Linked DNA regions of Macaca mulatta: region 1 is linked to region 2. The links are chromatin contacts, called in public Hi-C maps. All regions are on one chromosome and are shown on one strand. Each heading gives the region's core, a stretch centred on a gene start, on an enhancer-like site or on the middle of the called end of the contact. The rest is flanking DNA. Distances are from core to core; before and after follow the strand shown.

Region 1 (3,842 bases), core at 561-3,060, 100 kb after region 2:
GACAGCCTCTGCTCTTGTGAGTCCTTTGGTGATACACTGTCTGTGTGGTTTCCCTACACCTTGACCCTACCTGTAAATAATGTCTTTGTTAAACATACCCGTTCTGGGTGTTCTATGTACTTCCTGCAAATACCCCTACTCTTACAAAGTCCATTAGTCCACAACCACATTCTCACCTCTGGGTGACTGAGCTCTGACCTTGTGTATCTCTCTGTGTTGTTCCCTCTACTGACCTGTCAGCACCTGAGGTCAGCAACCAGGTCAGCTTCATCACCCAATCCCCTGATCTGATATGAGTGGAGAGTTATACTTAATAAAAGATATTGATTAGGATATCAAATAAAGAAGCATATTTTAATTTGCTCCATAAGCAAGTGTTTGTTTATAGGGGATTCAGGGCAGAGAGTTAAGAGTCAGACATAAAAATACAGAGAACTTTAGACTGGGGCAAAAATTGGTGCTCAACAAAAGAACATATCCACAGTTCTATGAGCTGGGATTCATTTTTTATTTTTATTTTAGGTTCAAGGGTACATGTGTAGGTTTGTTATATAAGTAAACTCTGTGTCATGGGGATTTGGTGTACAGATAATTTCATCACCCAGGTAAGCAGCATAGTACCTGATGGGTATTTTTGTCTCATCCTCCCTCCTCCCGCCCTCCCCCCAAGCAGGCCCCAGTGTCTGCGGTTCCCCTCCTAGTATCCACGTAGTCTCATTGTTTAGCTCCTACTTATAAGTGAGAATATGCAGTATTTGGTTTTCTATTCCTGTGTTAGTCTGCTTAGGATAATGGCCTCCAGCTCCAGCCCATGTTGCTGCAAAGGATATGATCTGGGTTAAGGATCTAGCGTGTTCTCATGTCATCCAGCAAACAGAAGGTCCAGACACAAGGAGTGTCCAGTGTGCCATAGTAAATGCCCACCTCTGGCCTCTAGCTCTCCCCTACCCCTCCAGAGTGGCTTTTACAGCTAAGCTCTCTGCTTTGGTCTTCCTACCTAGAAGGCCTCCAATCTTCCCTCCCATCCCAGACAGAGCAGCCAACTGGTCCCTGGGCCTGGGGGCCACAGTGTGCACTGAATGCTGGTGAGATATCTCTCTGTCTTCGAAGGAACCCAGGTGATAGGGAGAGCAGATCGGATCTTGAGTGGTTTGGATTTGGTCGGAAGGAAGGAGGGAGAGAAGGTATTCTAAAATGGAACAGCTGGGATACAGGTCTGGAGGTAAGAAATGGGGTGACTCTGGGTGAGGAGCAAGGAGAATCAGCCCAGCCTGAGCCAGGCCCCCTCCCTGGTGAGGAGATGAAGTTTGTGATTTGAGGCTCTTCTGGGCCTGTCCCTCAGGGGTGAAGGACTCAGCTCATGATTCCCAAGGCGTTCATTCATTCCTTCACTCAATCATTCATTCATTCATCCATCAAGTGGGTTTTGAGTTCCTGCTATGTGCCAGGAGCTGAGGATATGGGAGTGGATAGGCCAGTCCTGATCCCTTATCGGGTCCCGGGACAAGTGTGACGCAGACGATTCTAGGAGGGCAAAGAAACCACCCTTATCTAGCAGCTCTTGTTTCTGCTCCAGAAGAAGCCGAGTTTTTCCCCATTTTACCGTCTGGGAACCTGAGGCTGCCTCCTTGGTGGAGGTCCAAGGAAGCACTGAGGGGGCGGGCAGCTCAGTCCTTTGTCCAGGGGGAAGCTGGGAGCCCGATATGGACTTTCCGGGAGGGTGGGGGCGAGTGCGTCTGTGTACTGGGGTGGAGGGGAGTCCCCTTTCTCCGCCCCTCCCCGCCCCGTGGCCGCGGCGTGGCGGGCCCGGGGCGGAGCTGGCGTCACCCGGGCAGGAGGGCGGCCGCAGCCGGCAGGACAGGCAGACGGACAGGCTGACAGGCGAGAGAACAGGCACTGCGGGACCGGCAAGGGAAGGGCGACCCTGTGGCTGGGAATGTGACCCCGCGGCCAGAGGAGGACCCGTGAGTGTGCGCCGTGCCCCTGCGGCCTCGCCGCGCACCCCGCCCGCCTGGCTTCCACTTTCATTTCTTCGGCTGTCTCGGCGTGGCACGGTCTGGAGGAGAGTCCCGCCCGAAGGCAGACTGGCCGCTGTCTTGGGGCTGGGGTCCAAGGCTCAGAGCTTCGAAAGTTGGGGTGGGGTTGGAGGGGGCGGTACGGGGCAGAGGGGAGGGGTTGGGGGGCGTGTTTTCGGGGAGCGGAAATGTCAGGCGGGCTCCTCTGGGTCCTACGACCTGCCTGGCCCTGGGAGCTGGTTGGGGGGGCAGGGAAGCCGGGGGTGGGCGTGGGTGGCTGCGCGCCTCAAGGAGAGCGTGGAGTCTTCGCCTCTACTTTTTCTCTTCGACTTCTGTCCTGAAGAGCGTCCCAGGCTGGATTCTGGGTTCAAACTGGGGCCATCCTCTGGCCCAGGCCCAAGGAGTGGTAGATGTAGCCTAGCAGGGAGCTAAATATCAGAAACAGGGAGGGTCACCCTGCTGTCTTCATCTGAGAAGCCCACATCCCCACCCAGGGAATGAGCAAGCCACTGCCACTCCAGGAGTGAAAGGATAGCCAGCACTGGGAAATGGGGGCTAGGAGGGGGAACAGCAATGGTTCAGGGAGGGACAGAGGTTTTGTGACAGAAACTCAGTGAGGGCATGGGGGTGGAGAGTGAAGGGAGTTAACCCTGTGGCTAGAAGAGTACCTGCCTTGCACCCACCCCCTGAGCTTACGTTTTCCTGGAAAGAGACCCAGGCCTTGAAGTTCCACAGGAGTAAGGTGGAACTCTAGCTCACTGGTCAGGACATCCCAGTTGCTGTGCGGAGTCAGTGTGTTGGGGACAGGAAGCAGGTTGGGCTGTTTGGTGGAGAAGATGCTTCCACTGTCCCTCCACTCCCCTCCTCTTCTCTGTCTGCACCAGACCATTGATAAGCCAGTGTAGGAAAATGGTGTTTTACCCTTGGTCATGAGCTGAGCCCCACCTCCTCTCAGTTCCCAATTCTGCTTGTAACTTGCTGTGTGAACACAGGCTCCTCAAGTCCTATTTTTAGGCCTCAGTTTCCTCATCTTGGCCTCAGTTTTCCCATGTGTACAAGTGAGCTGGGCCAGTTGATCTATCAGGGCTATTTTAACTCTAAGATTCTAGTCTAAGCTTTCCTTCAAGTCTGAACACTGACTTTGTGCCAGGCCTTTTCCTAAGCTGGGGCTGGGTTGGGGATGGAATGGAGACTGCGATGACCAAAAGCAGCCTCTACCCAAGGAGAAGGAGATCTGAGTTCAGGAGAGGAGGCTGTGGGAGGAGGTAGCAGCCAATCTGAGGATGTATGGTCAGGCAGGTGGAGGTATAAGAAAACATGCAGAGGCAAGAGAGTGGGGGCGTGTTCAGGAATCAGGAAGAAGCCCAGGGTGGTTGGTGTGGGGAGGTGGGAAGTGGGGCAGGAAAGGTAGGACAAGGTGCTGAATGCCAAGGTGGGGGCCTATTTCTAACTGTCATAAAGGGGGTCATGCAATGTGGGGAGCCCAGGAGCCCCGCCTAATTGCAGTGTGAGGGATTTGGGAAGCACTTGCCCCAAGCAGAGTTTAAAATGGAGATGGCAAGTGAAGCGCAGAAATCTCCTCTTTGCTCAGGAAACTGGGGTCCCACCCTGGGGACTTCTTTGGGTGAGAAGTTGAAGAGTCAGGATGGATGAGATGACCTTTCACATCTGTGAGTTTTTTTCAAGAGAACAAGTTCCTGCTGAATGGCCTGTTTCTACCCTCCAAGCTGCTCTCATTTTACCAGACTGCCCCCATCCTGGCCTGCCTTTGTGGGTTCAAGGAAGGACCTTTGTCTCAAACATCTCCCCTGCTAGTTTGACTTCTTG
Region 2 (4,307 bases), core at 360-2,859:
TTCCACCTCCAAACCCTCTCTTCTCTTCACACCTTTCATCTAATCTATCAGCAAAAATTGTCAGTTCTGTCTTCAGGAAGCATCTAGAATGCTCTCCATCTCTGCTACTGCCTCTCTAATCTATCCGCATCATCTCTAGTTGGACTGTAACAAACTGCTCTCCTGTGTTCCTCACTCTCTCCTACTTTTTTCTACAAAGTAGCCAGAGTGATTTTTTTTCTTCTTTTTATTTTTATTTTATTTTATTTTATTTTTTTGACACGGAGTCTCGCTCTGTCACCAGACTGAAGTGCAGTGGCACAATCTCGGCTCCTTGCAACCTCCGCCTCCCGGGGTTCAAGCCAGTTGAACCCCTGCCTCAGCCTCCCAAGTAGCTGGGATTAAAAGCGCACACCACCACGCCCAGCTGATTTTTGTATTTTCAGTAGAGACAAGGTTTCACCATATTGGCCAGGATAGTCTCCATCCCCTGACCTCACGATCTGCCCGCCTCAGCCTCCCAAAATGCTGGGATTATAGGCGTGAGCCACCACGCCCGGCCCAGAGTGATTTTTTTTTAAACGGAAAAGCCAGAGTATGCCACCTCTTAGCTTAAAGCCCCCAGTGCTTTCCCAAAGTCCTTTCAGTGATCCATAAGGCCCTAAAGCTTTGGCCTCTCATGCTTCTCTGACCTCATTTCCTATCACTCTGTTCCTTGCTCTTCTGGTCCAGCCACAACAGGTCTTCCTGGTCACTCCTTCCTGCAAACACTGCACAGCTCACTCCCTCACCTCCTCTGATAATCTCGCTGAATGTTCCCTTTTCACAGAGGCACTCCCCATCACCTGACCGTGTTTCAATTTTCCTAATAACACTTATAACCTCCTGACATTTAACATGCTTGCCTATTGTTGCTCTCCTCCCACTAGAGTATAAATAAACTGCAGGAATAGATTGGCAGATAAGATACAGGATGCTCAGCTAAACTTGCATTTCACATACACAATGAATAATTTTTTAGTATGAGGATGTCCTAGATGTTGCATGGGACGTCTTAACGCTAAAAAATTGTTTGCTGTTTATCTGAAATTCAAACTTTACTGGGTGTCCTACATTTTCATTTGCTAAATCTGGCAACCCTACACAGGAAGACAAGCACCCTGGTTATTTTGTTCATGGCTGTATCCCCAGCGCTAGAACAGCTCCTGACACGTAGTAAGTAAGCTCTCAATAAATATTTATTGACTGAATGAATGTGTTCATTAATCTGAAACGCGCCTAAACTTTTAATAGCCTGTGTGAGAGTCAGAGGGGCGGAGCCTTCAGACTTGGTTAGTCCAGTTCACAACTGGGTGCCTGGGCGGCTGATAAACTTTCCAGGTAGGTCGAGCAGCTGGGTACTTTGCCTGCCCCGCCCGCGCTCCGCAGGATGCAGAACTCCACCCGGCTCAGAGGAGCAGCAGGTCCCGGAAGCCCTCCTGGGGGCGGGGCCACCCTAACCGGAGGGTGGGACCCAGCCCCAGCAGGGGCAGGGCCCCTTTAACACCCCACCTCTCCGCCTCGACTTTCGCCCCGGCGTGACGTCACCCAGGCGGGCGACCAATGGGAGCACGGCTTACTGGCAGGCGGTGCCGGTGGCCGCTGCCAAAGGGGAAGTCATCTGGGGCTGGAGCGATGGCCCGGGTCTGGAGCCCGCGGCCGCCGCCGCCGCCGCCACCAACACCAACAACAAAGTGTCGGGAGCAGCCGCGGCCGAAGCCGGAGCAGGGGCCGGAGTCGCGGCTGGAGTGGGGCCTGCGCGTGTGAGTGGCCGAGAGTTGCCCGTGCCGGAGACCTCAAACTACGGGCGGGAGCGCTTTCTGTCGGCCAAGCCGCCGTAGCCCGCGGCACCGTGTCCCCAAGGCCCAGACAGCGGGGCGGGGGTCTAGCAGGCGCGGGACTGGCTTCTCTCAGGCCGACCCTTCGAGCCGGGATCCGGATCTTCCTCGGCCTCGGGCCTCCTTCACGTTCAGGACGGAGGCCGGAGAACGGTGATCATCACACACCCCAGCCGGCTTCCTGGGCCGGGCATTTTCTCTGCGGCCAAGCAGTGTTGGGATTGTAACTGCTGGGAGCCGCCTCCTGCCGCCACCTGTCCTGCCAGGAAGGGACTGACGCGTTCCCACGTTCTTGCTCTGCACCTCCCCGCTCTCTTCCCATTCAAGAACAAGTTTCTCTTCCCTCTCCGTTGGAAATCCTCCCCCGGAGGTACAAAACACCTATTTTAAGCGTGCCCTTCCTCAGCTCCTGGAGCACTCTTAGAAGTATTGCCTACTTATCCGGGCTGAGAATCCTTCATTTTTGACTTGGCTTTTTTTCGCCCTGTGGAAGATAAAGGCCCCTTTCCACCCTGTACTAACACTCTGCGTCCAAGGCCTTATCCTTTGGGGTCACCAGCTCCTTGGCCATTTCTATGTGATTTCCCCCACCCATCTGAGTTCCAGTTTCCTCTGGGCTCCAATCTCCAGTCCCTGGCGGATCTGGTCAGTCCCACCCCTAGGTGGGAGTGACCAGGGGGCTCTGGCCCAGGATCTCCAACCCTGGAAGGCAGCTCCAAGGCAGGAAGAGAATTGGGCGTCGGGTACGAACCTGGCAGCTCAGGAGTCGGGGCTCCACTTACCCCACACAAAAAGATGAAAAAGCGCAAAGAGCTCAATGCACTGATTGGTTTGGCTGGGGACAGCCGGAGAAAGAAGCCCAAGAAAGGCCCAAGCAGTCACCGCCTGCTTCGCACTGAGCCTCCCGACTCAGACTCTGAGTCCAGCTCCGAAGAGGAAGAGGAATTCGGTGTGGTTGGAAATCGCTCTCGCTTTGCCAAGTGAGTAGTGGTGAAAGGTGGAATGGGAAGAAGGCATCTCCTTGCACTACCAAGGGGCCACATTGACAGGAAGGAGAAAGGAATTCCTTAGGAAGAAAAAAGGGTGTAGACCTTGGAAGTCAAAGAGGGAAAAACGGTTTTAGGGAAAAGGTAAGTTCAGATCCTGAATGAAGAATAAGTTAGAGACCTGTCTTTAGGTGTAGAAAGAAAATCTCCAAATCCGAGGTGGAAATATGGAGTTGGGAGAATGTGCCAAGAGCCCAGGGAGTCCTAAAGAAGCGAAGAATGGAGACAGAGGAGCAGAGAAGCTTTGGAGACTAGACCTTTTGAAACAGTGTAGAACGAAGGAGAAACAGAGACTTTAAGACTGCAAATTATTTCGTTTTTGCACTCTTGATGATTCTGAATATTGGTGATGGGGAAATATGGTGAGAGATATAGTAGGAAGTAGGAGCCTTGAGAGTAGGTGGGGTGAGGGGGCAAAAGAAGAGGCATCATTTTCCCTCGTCATTCATAGGTGTAGAGACCACTAGGCAAATCAAGTAGTAAGATTTGAGAACATTGGGAATGGGGCTCAGGGTGGGAAAGGACCAAAGCGAACTTTAAAAACGCCCTTGGACTCTCTGGGCGCACACTAAAAGAAAAGAGGATTCTGCTGAAGATGTGTAAACAATGGCTAGGCAGAAGGTCAGGATGCTGACATTGAGTGGTTGGTTGGTTTAAAATGTCTTGTTTTGTTAAAGGAAGAGTTTGATTTCTAATGAGCTTTGTCAACTTAGGCTGTTAAGGGCAATCCTGGGTTTGGGTTATGAAGGTCTGATGAAGTGTTACCTTCATCAGAAGATACCTGGAGTAGTTACCCTGCTAGGTTAGTTTAGACCTTGAAAGTTGGTTGATGTTTTGTGTGAAATCTAGCCCCTTCTGTGTTTCCTTACTTCTGAGCCAATAAGCTAGAATACACCAGGTGTCCACTTAAAACTACAGATCCTGTTTCTTTCATTTCTTTTGCAGTAAAACTTGCTCAAAAGTTTATAAAGTTTCAGGAAACTGAAACAAGATTCCCCGGAGTGAGTGAGTATGCATTTGAGAGAGAGAAATCAATAGGGAAATTACAGTGCAGAGATGGAATTGCAGAGAAACATTGATCTTTACACTTTTGTGACCTGAGCTTGTATTCAAAGACCTCTCTCCTGATGATGACAGCTGCAGTGCCTTTACGATCTTCCTTTTACCTGCAGGAGTTCCCTCTGTTTTATGTGACGTTTGAAACTTTTGTACCTAGTAGATGAACCCTTAATAGGTCGTATTATTTATTCATTTAAGTGCTTTACCCTACCTTCCCTGGTTAATTCACTGGTTATTCATTTAGAGGAGATAATTGCATGGCAAAACGTGTACTATTTCTAATGAAGCTATACCCCATAATCACTTCTGTACTCATGGTTGAATTTGTTCTCTTGAGCAGGGGAGA

Evidence for each region. A called contact is a pair of places that touch in the nucleus more often than the background predicts.
Region 1: a Hi-C map of CD4 T cells shows a contact between it and region 2, with 4 times the contacts expected there. The contact joins the promoter of MOB3C here to the promoter of EFCAB14 in region 2. A contact is called at or near these places in 2 of 14 Hi-C or Micro-C datasets (CD4 T cells and cortical neurons).

What each region holds. Positions count from the first base shown.
Region 1 is chr1:193,972,605-193,976,446 of T2T-MMU8v2.0, forward strand. It overlaps MOB3C (MOB kinase activator 3C), which reads left to right and starts at 1,811. Exons shown (of 4, transcript NM_001260946.1): 1 at 1,811-1,964. All of the region lies in intron 11 of ATPAF1 (ATP synthase mitochondrial F1 complex assembly factor 1), which reads left to right.
Region 2 is chr1:193,872,811-193,877,117 of T2T-MMU8v2.0, forward strand. EFCAB14 (EF-hand calcium binding domain 14) reads left to right here and starts at 1,610. Exons shown (of 10, transcript XM_015138873.3): 1 at 1,610-2,836; 2 at 4,302-4,307. The coding sequence starts at 2,652.